2 separate regions of the Mus musculus genome follow, and region 1 is linked to region 2. The links are chromatin contacts, called in public Hi-C maps. All regions are on one chromosome and are shown on one strand. The core of a region is the stretch at or near the end of the contact, and the rest is flanking DNA. Distances in the headings are between cores, read along the strand shown. Region 1 has its middle 170 kb from the start of Ddx10. Region 2 has its middle 64 kb from the start of Gm39339.

What was found. A called contact is a pair of places that touch in the nucleus more often than the background predicts.
Region 1: a contact with region 2 is called in a Hi-C map of cerebellum, with 1.8 times the contacts expected there. The contact joins two enhancer-like sites. A contact is called at or near these places in 4 of 484 Hi-C or Micro-C datasets (the HL-1 cell line, cerebellum, nephron progenitors and 1 more).

The regions. Positions count from the first base shown.
Region 1 is chr9:53,069,764-53,076,619 of GRCm38.p6, forward strand. No RefSeq gene overlaps it. Among named protein-coding and RNA genes, the nearest start is that of Ddx10, 170 kb to the right of the region's middle. Within about 2 kb of position 2,603, at least 25 of the 459 cell types and tissues checked have an H3K27ac peak or open chromatin away from gene starts, as enhancers often do. A contact at or near this core is called in cerebellum, where this site is marked.
Region 2 is chr9:52,938,683-52,945,271 of GRCm38.p6, forward strand. No RefSeq gene overlaps it. Among named protein-coding and RNA genes, the nearest start is that of Gm39339, 64 kb to the left of the region's middle. Within about 2 kb of position 2,564, at least 29 of the 459 cell types and tissues checked have an H3K27ac peak or open chromatin away from gene starts, as enhancers often do. A contact at or near this core is called in cerebellum, where this site is marked.

The sequences.
Region 1 (6,856 bases), core at 1,353-3,852, 130 kb after region 2:
AAACAGACATCAACTGTCACATGTCCCTGCCATAGTAAACTATGTAGCTACAGGCCCCAAACCATGAAGACTTCGAAATCAGCAGCCAAAATAAACCTTTCATCCTTATAAGTTGATTGTCTCCGGTATTTCGTCACAGTGACAGAAAGCAGCCTAACTCGGTAGAATATGTGATCCTGTTCTCTGCCTTTTAATCTTTGAGATATTTGTGTTACAGAATTTTCTCTGCTTATATTTGCTCATTCACAGGTTTGTGGCAAAAGGGATACTTGATTGGTGAAAGTGGGGAGAGACTGAACCCCCCTGGCCTGTGTCTGGGGTGGGCCCTGGCTCTGCCTGGACTCTCCGCTGGTAAGGAATCCAATGCACCAGGCCTGCCTTGGGCCCCAGCTTTACTTTGTTAAGCACAACCAGAAAGTGCTCAGCTCTGCTGTTTGTGTTCCAGTCTCTCCACCTGGGCTAGGGCGTGAGCACTCCAGGTATCTACTGATGAATAACAAACCATCCCAAAATCCAGCTATGCCTTCAAAATAAGCTATTTGCTGGGGAGATGGCTTGGTTGGTAAAATGCTTGTTATATACACAGGAGGGCCTGAGCTACATCCTAGCACCCACCTAAAACCCAGATGTGGAGGCACATACACATAACCTCAGTGAGAAGAATCAACTGATTCATGTTCATCTTCATCTTCCATAATGGCAGATCTGTTTTCAAGGTGGAGGATGTCAGAAAAGTCCCATTGGGCCTCTATAGTATGAAATAATTTATGTTCCTGGCCCTTTAAATGATCCAATGCCCTATAGTGTCAGTTGGCCCTTGGACTTCTGGGAACAGGAGAGGATATTAAAGCCAGCAGAGGCAGAGAGCTGGGAGAGAGTAGTAGTCGGAGAGAGAGCCGTAGGACTGGGGAGTAAGCAGAAGTAGGGTCCAAGAGACAGAAGTGTAGGGTCAGAGATGACAGTAGATACAGGAAAAAAGACTGAGTAGGGTAGATCTAGTCCCTAAGTGTCATGCTGTAAAGCCCATCAACACAGCAGCAGGCCTTTTCTTCCCACCCAGCCTGCAGCTGGGCTAAGATACTGCTCCTTAATCAACCCCCGGGGCTGCCAAAATGGCGACTCCTATCAAAATGGTGGCACCAGGACAGCCTCCTCAGCCTGCAGCTATCACTGGAGCTGTCCACAGTGGCAACACCATCTTTTCTGCCTCAGCCCCACAGCCTTGGTGAAACACCTCTGCAGGAGCTGTCCCGTGGGAGCTGTCCTTGATGGCAGCCCCTCCTCTCCTGCCTTCCCCAGCAGTTCCTCAGAGACAGTGTCTAGCCAGTTGCAGCTTGAAGGGCTTCCCACCCTAACCCATGGGCCCCATGCAGGGGGATGGAAAAAAAAAAGCCACCAATCCCTGAGCAGGAAACCCCACCAATCCTGAGCTTCTCACAAGCTCCGCCCCCTAAGAAATCTTATAAAAGCCCGGTCTTTTGTTCAATTCTCTGCTGTCCGCTCCTAGGAGCAGAGGGCATCCACCCCTAGATTCATCCCTCCACACCCTGGACTGTCCAATAAATCTCTTTGATGAGCTTTTCTGCCTGGTGTGACTCTCACCGCAAGAAGCCGCGAAGCAATGAAGGGAAGAAGAGAAGGAGGAGCAGGGCTAAGGCCCCTGAGCTACTGAGCTCGGCTAGGGATGCCCTCCCCTGGGAGCTGCACCGTCTCTGCTGAGGCGGCTTCCTCTCAAGGCTGCGTGGTTCCTGGGCTCCCCTGTCTCAGGATGCCTTTCCACTGGGACACTGTCCTCCCTTGGAGCTGTGTGGTTTCTGGGCTTCTGAGTCCCAGGACATCCTCACATGCCAGCAGAAACCCTTATACTAGTGAAGAGACCGAACAGAGGGGAAAGCGGGCACAGGTGAAAGCGAACTGGACAAGCAAACTGAGAAGAGAAGACAGTGGGTGGCAACTGAGCCAGCAAGAGCTGAGCTGAGCCAGAGAAGACATTGTTAGGAGACAGATAAAATAAGAACCCACAAGCAAAGTAGCTAAGAGAAAAAAAACTAAAGAACGAAAGCTACAGGCCTCAAGCTAATACAGGAGACTAAAAAGCCTTTGCTTTGTAAGGTGACCTGTGGGCGCTGGCTGGGTTCATCTTACTGTATTTATACTCCACAAGTCAGAACTATGAAGCACAAAATGATGTTGTCCCTAGGAGCTGGAAGCCTGGACTTACAGAGGCATCCAGAGCAGGCTAACGCAGGCTAACAGGGGAAGGACTCCAGAGAACATTTCTAATTTCTCCTAAACTTTCTGCTGCGAGCTTAAAAACTCAGGCTTGGTGTGCTCAGCACTTGCTCTCCTCTGACCCGAGGGAGAAGCTGGGACTGGGAAAGAGACTCCAAATAATGCTTTTGGAATTCTTCCCAGACCCTTGCATTTGAGGTGGGCCTTTCGGGACCTGGAGGTGTAATACCAGGGATCTAACAGCTGCGGCCTCTCTCCACTGCTTGGCAACTTCTACAGCCTTTTCTGGATCAAACAGCCTTGCAGCAGGCCTGGTGTGCAGGGCACATCGCGCCATCTGAACCACAGATGGTTTCCGGGGAGCAGAGCCATGTGCTCGCACATGCAGAGCGGTGCCAGACCTGTGCTTGGAGCTCCTGTAATGCACATTGCCAAGGCCATGGCATGTGGCAGCATGGGTGTGCGGGGTTGGGTGGATGATACACAGAGTCAGGGGAATGCTTGGCCAGACTAGGTTTTAAATTCCCAGAGGGTTTGGAAGATTTTATTTCCCATCCATAGTCCATACGAATAATGCCATCAGCAAGGGTAATAGTAACAACTCTAACCATTCATGCTTACCATCTAAATCCCCAAACATCATCCTCAGAGGTGAGATGAGACTGCGATAATAGCACATTGCAGGCAAGGTTTGAGGCCCAGAGCTGCGATGCTACTTGCTGACAGTCATCCAAGATAGAGAATGGAACAGCAGAGAGGAGAGTTGACCCAAAGTCAACGTCTTTAACCACCCCGGCAGCCGGGCAAACCTGAAAGTTGTACTACAGTGTGTCCCTCAAATCCGGCACGCAGAGCTGGGCCTCTGCTTGGAGGTTTACATCTTCTCTGATAGATTAATTCCCCAGCTCTTCAAGGCTGCTGGGATAGCCACAGACTGGGTGGCCCAAACTAACAGAAATGTTTTCTCTCACAGTCTTAAATCAGAGTACTAGAAAAGACCCTCTGTCTCAATGTGCACATGTGTTCATGCCTGACCATTTGTCTCTATCTCTCTGTCTCTGCCTCACTTTCTGTCTCTGTGTCTCTGTCTCTGTCTCTCTCTTTCTCTGTCTTTCCGTGAATATGTCTCTCTGTGTGTCTCTGTCTGCGACCTCTCTCTTTGTTCTAGAAGTCCCTTCCTCTTCCTTAAGCTTCCAGAGGTGGTTGGCAGTCAGCCTTTGGTTTTTCTGACGTCTAGAAGCATCTCTTCAGTTTCTGCCTCCCCTGTGGGAGCTTGCTTTCCTCCCCTCTTAAGTAAAGCAGTTATTAAGTTTGGAGACCTCTACGTCAGGGACAGACATACATCCTCTATTCAGGGACAGATTCACCATCTTCTCAAAAGCCCCTGTCTGAGCTCATTTCATATGGAAAAACTCGTATTTCCAAATGAGGTGTTGACTGTGGGGTTTCAGGTGGGCATGATAGCAGGGGACAGCACAGTTCAAGTCAGTGTATGTGAAGAAAAGAATGAGGGCGCTCCACGTGCAGAGACGTCTAGACGTAGACTCATCTACTGTCACTCTTGTCCGGAGGTTAGCTTTCCAGTTGGCTTGCCCTGCCTTCCCGGAACTCTTCTAGAATTTTCGTCCTCTCACAGTGGTTACAACTCCTGCACTCCATCAGATCACCTGTAGGGGTTGCTTTTGAGGAGATTACACTCCTGGCAGCTGGCAGTGTCCTTGCTCTTCGCCTCTCTGGGCATCATGCACAGTCTGCACACAGCTCTCAGGATGGACCTTCTAAAGCATGTGTCATTTTCCAGATGGAAAGTTCCTCTCAAATGCTTCTCTCCCAAGAGGCCGACATGGCATTCAGCCTCCTTAACAAGGGGCATAACGCTGGGCCTCTGGGCGTCCACTCGACAGTCAGCCCTGGCCTCTTCTGTATCAGGGATATGCACTTGTCGCTTCCTATTTATAAATTAGCCCAGAAGTGGGGGTAATTAGGTGAACTGAAGGGCAAGAATGAGTCTGTGGGAACGAAAGAGAGGAAAGAGTAGGAAAAAAAATCTAAACGTATTTGGGTTAATAAAGTTTTTGATTAATTTGATAATGTGCTGCATACTTTGTGGTGGTGAGGGGTCAGATGACTCCTGGGCTCAAAACCCAATTTCTGCAAAATTCATGTTGCACTAAAATGGGTACCCCACTTAAGCAATGACCGGTAAGGTACCTAGATGTGTCTGCTAAATGAGGGCCATTATTGCTGTTGCTGCTGCTGCATTCCAGCCTGGGGTCCTGGTGTACTCTAGCTTCCTGCTACTGCTATACACAGGTTTTTCAAGTTCATGCCAACCCCTTTTTGGCAATGCCCCTTCCCTCTTTTGTGAAAGGAAAACCCAAGTTCTGTCTGAGGGCTGTTCTGTAACTTTTCAATTACAGCACCCTCCACCTGGCCAGGCAAACTGTTTCTTCCCCTGTTCTCTAAAGACCTAGGGCTTTGGAGCTTCTATCAGTTACCTGGCCCATACCCCCAAAGTGCTTAGCGCATCAGCAAGTTATCAAAGGTGATTGAATGCATACACAAAACACCATTAGCCTCCCCAACCACAGCTGCTTTCTCTTCTAACCCCACAGAGTAACCTTTGTCCTTCAGTCCACCTCCCTACTTACAAGGCCTCTGGACTGTTTATAAATAGGAAATGGTATCTGCATACACAAACATCCCAGAGGCCAGGAGCACAGTGAAGCCAAGGTCAGACACATGCTTCCTTGGTACTTTCTGGAATATCTGCTTCCCACAGTTACATTTCTTCAATTCCGAAGGCAGGGACATCTCGTTCATATTTAACACTCTTTATGCAAAACCTCTCTCTCCTTGAGCTCATATCTTTTCCCCAGGACAACTTCTATCTGGTTTTAAAATCCATTTAAAACAACTACACCATTTCCAAAGACTATGAATGCTCCATTAATGGCCAGAGCCAGCGTCTATTGAACGAGGCAAATTTACATTTTAGACTGAGAATCTGGGATGATTTTTCAAGTTGCAAGTTTTGCAGGAGTTGTGGGTGTGAGGGGAATACAGCAGGATGTAACAGGATTTGAGAGACACAGAGAAGTATCAACGAGGAACTGAATAATGTTCAATGAACGTGTTGGCATCCAGGAGTGTTCCAGACACAGAAAACAGCATGTGCAAAGGCTCTGAGGCAACGAGAAGCCTTTCATTCTCAAAGCTGACAGGAGCTGGGGATGTAGCTCAGTGTGGGAGCCACTGCTTATCTCGAAGTAGGCATTGGGTTCTCTTCTGAGTATATGCACATGTATATACTCACAGCTCCACAACTACAACTCTGTGACTTCCTGCCAAGAGACTGTGACACAGCTCATTTCTCTCTCTCTTACATCCTCAGAGTAGGCCTTGCAGTGGTCTGCCTGGTCAGCTAGGACCATAAAGAATGAGGGAATCAGAAGTCCCTAGAAGGGCTGGTGAGATGGCTCAGTGGGTAAGAGCACCCGACTGCTCTTCCGCAGGTCCAAAGTTCAAATCCCAGCAACCACATGGTGGCTCACAACCATCTGCAGCAGGATCTGACTCCCTCTTCTGGTGTGTCTGAAGACAGCTACAGTGTACTTACATATATTAATAAATAAATCTTTAAAAAAAGAAGGCCCACACTTCCACATGAGTGGTAGGTGGAAGGGATCTTGCTCCTTGGAAGATATTTGTGGGTATTTTAAAAGCATCTAATGGGAAGGAGAGGGAGTGAAATATAAATAGCCTAGACTTCAGGCTGATGCCTGACCCCACTCTACACAAGTTCTATTTCTCAGTTGTTGAAGGCATAAGAAAGAGACAGAGACGGAGATGAGTCTTCGGAGAAAGACAGAGCCTTCCCAATGAGAAATTCTAACCTTGAGTCTTTGAAACATTCAATGAATGGGTCTGGGTGACATCTACATGCAAGCACCTATTTATTTACCAGAAAACCCAGGAAGCAGGAGTGGGCTCCCAGGAACACACTCACACACACACACACACACACACACACACACACACACAAAAGGCTGCTCCCCTCGCCTATCTCTGGCATTTTCTTCCAGAACATTTTGAGATGTGTGCCTGGGAGGAGGGTGGAGCTCAACATGACTCACCTGCAATGCTGCCTGTCAAGGTTTCTTCCGGGTAGGCGGCAGACCTTGAGGCTTGCTAGGCTTTATCCCCACAGGAGTGCTCACTCATGGAGAAACAACCTGAAAACCAGCCTGCATCCTCTTTCTTGTTCCCTGGCAACATCTTCTGTGGCTCTGGGGTAGAATCCATGGCCTGGCAAATGTTCCCCCATTGAGCCATGTCTCCAGCCCTCTTTTCACAGAACCTTGTCACCAAGATGCCCAGACTGTCTTTGAACTCATTCTGTGTTGACCTTGAACTTGAGGTTCTCCAGCCTCAGCTGGGATTACAGGCCTGCAGCATAGAGCCCAACCCCCTCAGCTCCTCCTTTGATAGATACACACACAGTGTGTCCCTCTCTCCAGAGAGATGGGCTGAGCTGCCCTGTCCTTGGATTTAAAAGGTTTCAGGGAGAATGACCTGGCTGTAAAGTTTAAGGCGTCAAGAACTCAAGCTGAGGCCTTCCTGG
Region 2 (6,589 bases), core at 1,314-3,813:
GATGTGGCTTAAGGGGAGAGAGAGCGCAGGTACCTGCCCAGTCTGTCATAATGCAAAGCTCAGCCCTTCAATGTGCAGCCTGGAAAGAGTGAATCACCAGGCAGACATGCCAAGGCTGAAAGGGCAAGGTTCCACCTTGTGAAAAACTGATTGAGAAGAGCATGTGGGAGTTTCCGGGGAGGACTTGGGGTGGTAGCAGGTGACACATGAGGTGGCAGAGACAGGAGAATGCTCAGAAGCCTGTGAGCCCTGGCCTGTGAATTGTTAAAGCTCACAGCTGAGCCTAGGCAGACTCCAGACACAGACTGAACTTGGTTGTTGATACGGCTTAGGTCAGGAGAGTTCGCCAAACTCATGCATTGAAGGCATGATGGTCCCCAACTGATGTCACTGTTAGGAGGTGACTGCATAAGGACACTAATGTCAAAGACTGATTCATTGATGAATTTATGGCTGAATGAGCTACCAGAAAGCGAGGCATAGCTGGAAGAAGTTTGTAGATCACTACATGCATAACTGAAGGGTGCATCTTGTCTCTAGGCACCCCCACCCTTCTCTTTCCCACTTTCTTAGACTGCTGTGCCCTTCTGCTGTGATGTTTCTGGATTGCCATAGACCAGAAAGCAATGGAATCAGCTGACCTGAACTGAAACCAGGAACCTAAATAAACATGCACTTTAAGTTGATTCATTCCGACATTTTGTCCTAGGGATAAGAAGTAAGTTACACAATTATTAAATTTCCTCAAAGATGGGGGAACAAGTCATTCTTTGAAACCTTCTCTTCTTATTCTCCCATACAAGAAATCTCATTTATAATTTGAATTGCATACACTCAAGCAAAGTACAGCGTGAAAGTAAGCCAGGTTTATTGCTGTTAGTATGACTAATGGAACTCCAAAGACCCCTTACAATGAACAAAGGACAAAACATTTTTAGAGGCACGAAGAACTTGGAAATCCATCCTAATGAATAAAATGTCATTTACCATCTTGAATTTTTTTTCTGATCTTTAGAGGTTTCATAATCTTTCCTGGCATTTCAGTAAAGCCAAGGAACCATACTCTTTTTAAAGCTAATTGCCTGGAAAAAAATTCCTCCTCTCTCCAGTGCAGAATAAAAGTGGCTGACTGTCTAGCAATGACAGAGCCCTAAATGTGAGCCACTGCAGACAGGACGGGGACTAAAACCACCACCACGTCTACTCTGATTTTCAGATGGAAGATCTTCTGGCCAAGGTTCTGGAATTTACTGCTATCTCATTTGTGTACGGGTTCCAAGTCGTGTGTACTGATGGTTACCCAATAACAATCTTCTTCAAGTCCCGCAGAGTTGGATTTTCTATGTTGGATGGACTTAGGAAACCACTGTTCTCTGTCTTTGAGGAGATCAAAGAGTAACAGAGAACGAATGAGAGTTGTCTGTCAGTTGGACGCAACCTGGGTCTCCTCTTTGAAAAGTATCGATAATTAAAATGTAAGAAGACATAAACCTAGCCTCAGTTTTCTTGGTCATGGGTACCACCATCTGCCTCCAGGAAAATGGAGGGGAGTGTTGTTTGGTTTGGCTTGGTTTTTAAACTGACTGCATAGTGAATAAAAAGTACCACAAGCTAATAATGTCAAGGAAAAAGCAGTGAATTCAAAGCAAGGGTGAATTGAAAATATATGGGCTATTTAAGCAGAATGCTAAAACCCCATATAAGATCCACAGAGAGCAGGGGCAGGGTAGAGTCAGTCAGAGAGCACACATCCTCGGGATGTGAAACCCATAAGAATTATGGTCCCTGAGCAAAAATTTGTGTTTATTCAAGTATCTCAGCAAGAAGGCCTTTGCTATGGCAAACCCTTCTGCCTATGCATGCTACTGCCCAAACTCACTGTGCCCACTCTATTCATTACTTCAACCAGGAAGCCTGTCATCTTGCCACCATCCCTCCGTTCTCCTCATGCTGTTTTTTTGTTATACAAGGCCCACATTGGTAATGACTATCTATCTGCTTATCTTTCTTCCCCAACACACTGTGAGCTCCTGGAGGACATGGAGTTTGGCCTTATTTATTATGTATGGCAGTGCCTATTACACTTAGCATGGCCACATGGGAGGGAGGGAGGGAGGGAGGGAGGGAGGGAGGTAGGGAGGGAGGGAGGGAGAGGAGGGAGGGGAGGGAAGGACGTTAGTAAATCCTTCAGTGGTCTAGGTGCTCAGCCCTTAGAGAAATGTCTCCACTGAACTTACACAGGGATTTTGCAAGTAGAACATGCAGTAAACATCCCTCCCCTCCGGGTCAAGGGCAGAAAGTCAGCCGAGTGTCAGTCAAGTCTCTCTCCCTCAGCTAGAGAGACAATCCGTGAACAGCTTGCAAGCGCTCCTTGCCTTCAGTGCTGGGGGGATTTGGCTATGGGGCTCTTAACGAGATCAAGCTGAATCGCACAGTTTCATCCTGTCAAAATGCATTGGAAATCTTTCTTGGGTGATTTATCATGGAAATACACACATGGCGGGGGAAGGGGAAGGCAGGGGGATTAGAGGAAGCACAGAAAGCCACTCAGCCTGCAGTGCTCCGCTGGCACCTGGCACCATGCCCATGGTGGCCACTGCTGCTGATGGACAAGCCTAGGCCGACACTAGACAGATGGGCTCCTGTGAGAAGGCCACCTCCCGAAAATAAATAATCAAGGCCACTTCAAGAAAAGTGTGAACACGCAGCAGCCACAGCCAATAAATCCTGAACAAGTAGGTTCCAGTGAGAGGAATGGATTCATTCCAACCACCACCATTACTTCCCAGCCAGATCAGCTATAAGGAGGAGTAGCTCAGATCCACACCCCCACCCTGCAAGTCAATAGCAAACCAGCACTAATTTAAAGTAACAGTGTCCACAGTTACCTGAATCTGCTGCTCCAGAGAGGATTGTATAAAGCCAGAAATTTGAAACTATCACCCTGAACCTTCCCACATCTGTACATATTCCCTGCCTTTCTCCCGGCTGTGGAAGCTAACCTCAGGCTAATCCTTATTGTTATGGTGTATATGCGCCACTGTAGCAATCAGGACTTCTTGTTAAAAAGTAGTATTAACAAATGTGGGCTCAGACACAAAGCAGCTGCCATTTGTCAATGCTGTTTTGTAAAAAGGTGCCAACTCTCACTGCAGGGCCCTTGAGGGCAGAGACATGTTGTTCCAAGACTGAGAGCCTGTTCCTTGCCAGGCAGGATACTGAAAACAAACAAAACAAAGAGTGAGAGGACAGAAGACAAAGGGCTCTGCTTCCGGACCCCTGCAATCTAGTGGGGGACATAAAAAGAGCCAGAGAGGAAAGGCACGAAGAAAAGATCAATGTATATGTGTGTTGTACATGTGTGTTGTACTTTGAAAGCAGCAAGCTTAGTGTGTCCTAGGGCAGAGCATATCTGGCCAAGGAAAGGATTCTGGGAAGATCTGTGTCTCTGGCTGTAGGTCTATGTGCAGATAACCCAAAAGATCTCTCCTTAGAACTATATAGTGTAAATGGTGTGTGTGTGTGTGTGTGTGTGTGTATGGTGTAAATGGTGTGTGCGTGTGTGTGTGTGTGTGTGTATGGTGTAAATGGTGTGTGCGTGTGTGTGTGTGTGTGTGTGTGTGTGTGTGTGTGTGTGAGAGAGAGAGAGAGAGAGAGAGAGAGAGAGAATGAATTTGGGTCCATATAAGCTTTTCCTTTTCTGTTTCTTCTTTGTTCACATTCTCCTTATAAATATAGAGAATTCTTTATGTATTGTCTAAAGAATGTGAATGTTCATTGACAATGGCAAACCACCAAAACCAATAGGGTTCAATTTATCAAGACCTGTGGTATCTGTGTGTGTGTGTGTGTGTGTGTGTGTGTGTGTATTCTCTGTATGTGTGAACATGGAGGAAAGGAGAGAGGGAGGAATGGAGGGAGGGAGGAAGGGAGAGATGGAGGGAGGGAAGGAATGAAAGAAGGAAAGAGGGAAGGAAGGAAGGGAGGGAGGGAGGGAGGGAGGGAGGGAGGGAGGGAACAAGGGAGGATGGATGCCATGCCAAAACTCATTGGTAGTAGAGGTTGATCTTGACCTTGGCCGTCCTGTCTCCATCCCTGAGGGCTAAAGTCACAGGCACGCAGAAGCACACCCAGTTTATGTGACTCTGAGGATGGGACCAAGACTTCATAGATGCCAGGCAAGAACACTACCAACTGAGCTATATCATCAGTCTACCATGCCTATAGTTTTGAAAGTTACTTTTTAATAATAATTCTTGAAAGACAAAGAAAGTAAATATTGTATCAAACCCCAAATCTTGGAGAGCTTCAGTGTATAGCAGTTAGATTTCTGGGTTTTAGATCAAATGAGAAAATAAAGAAAATCATACCAAAAAGTATTAAAAAAAATCCTGAAAGCAGAAATCACTGTTGCTGAGTCACAGTGTTAGCTCACTGGGACTGCAGTCACAAACACGCTGAACTGGGTGACTTAGGACTCTGCTTATCCTTTCAATGTTCTGGGAACCAGAAGACAGAAATGGAGTCAGCAGCTCTGGTTCCTATTCTGCAAGCATCTTTCCTGTGCCTGTGCCTGTGCCTGGCTTCTGCCAATGTCAGCCATCCTCTGTATCCCTTGGCCAGTCTCTGTTGCTGGCTTCCTGGGCTTCCTCCCAGTGTGAACCTTTGTGTTCAACTTCCCTCATCTTATAAGACTAAACCCTGCACTAGGACCCATTGTACTCTAGCCTGAACTCAGTCACCCGGTTACACCTTCAAAGACCCTATTTCTAAATTAGGCCACATTCCCAGGCACTGGGATTAGGGTCTCAACATACCTTACCAGGAGTTGGGTATGGACAGGATTTGGCCCATAGCAAATACACATGAACACATTTGCTGTACAACCACTCCTCATTTTACCAAAGATCTGCCATACATATTCCCAAACTCAATGAATCCAGAGTAATGAGGGAAGGGCAAACAGTAATATGACCCAGAAACCTCACTGCCAGCTTCCTCCATTGTCTCATTCCTTATCCTGAACCCTGTCTAAGGAACACCATTCGCAGTGAGGGGGCTATGAATTTAGCATCAAACAAAAAAGTATCTTTTCTGAGTTTTTAGCTGAACAACCATGGGGGAGTCTGCTGTTGTACACACCAAAGTGTACGTGTGCATGCATGCTCAGGGGTGCCATGTCAGGGTGTCACACATCTGAAATGGTTCCATTATTGGTGCTCTGTTTGCTCTCTCTGCAGAAGCTTGGCCTCCTGGAACCCTGGGAATTCTGAAGAACACGTCCTTTTCTTATTACACTGTGGTAGCTAAGAGGTGAATGGAGTGCTGAAAGTAATATATAATTTGCTTTTTAATAAATGGCAGGCATGATGGAGCAATCATGTCTTACAAAGGAAGACAAATTTCAGTGGGGACAAACAGAGCATGAACCCAGTTTTCAGTTTTCATAACAGCAGATGTCACTAACACATCTGGGTGTTTGTTTAGTATTTGTCCCCCTGGTTCGTAGCTTGAAATAATGGCAGTTGAGGAAACTAAGATTGGTACTAAAGTCATCCCAAAGTTTGATGTGCAGCCAATTACCTCCCACTTGGCAAGGGCTCGGAGTATCTGCAGCAGTGAGAAGTCTGGCAGATTTTGCCCTTGAGGTTAAAGTATTAAACAGAATGAAAACTAATCTCACTTCAGTGAAGTGTGGTATGTACTTACACGTTGAATGTTTGAGCGACAACCTCATAAAGCATCTCCTTTAAAATGACTTTATTAGAGTAATTAAACACGTAGAAAATCATGCCATCTTTATGCTGTTGTACAAGAGCTCTTTCCTAGTCTCTCTTCATCTCTGGAGCTAAATAAATCTATACATAGCCGTTGCTGCTATATACTTCATTCGTTAGCTCTATATATAGATCTGTAGATAGAATATTCACTGTGAACACAGGTCACGCTATATTCACAGGGGGAATCATTTTTTTTAAACTGTAAATTCTTTTAATAGTTCACAGAGCCAGCCACGGAAGTAAAAAGTCAGACGTACCATTTTGGTCCTGTGGCTGCACATTTATTTCCTTAACCACTCAACAAATCTTTACTGTGTATTCATCTCATACACATACAAACACACAAACACACACACACACAGAGAAAGACAGAGACAGAGAGGGGGAGGGCAGGGAGAGGAAGAGAGAGAGAGAGATCCACTAATTTTTTAGTTTAACACCAACAGCAAAAAGAAAAGGTCTCTGTCCATTAAGACTTTAAAATAGTGGAGATGCATACCCTGCTACTTCCAACTGTGCAGCAGACAAACCCCTAAATACAAGCAGTCTCCACAACAAGAGAAAGGTGAAAAATACTGCATCCTTGCTCCACTCCCACTATGACAGCTCATTCCCTTCATAAACCACCATTGCTCTATTTCTCTACTGTCATTTTGTCGAGCTAAGGGTTACTGGAAGACAAGGGCCCACTGTGCTGGCTGGTTTTGTGTGTCAACTTGACACAGGCTGGAGTTAGCACAGAGAAAGGAGACTCAGTTAAAGAAATGCCTCCATGAGATTCAGCTGTAAGGCATTTCTCAATTAGTGAT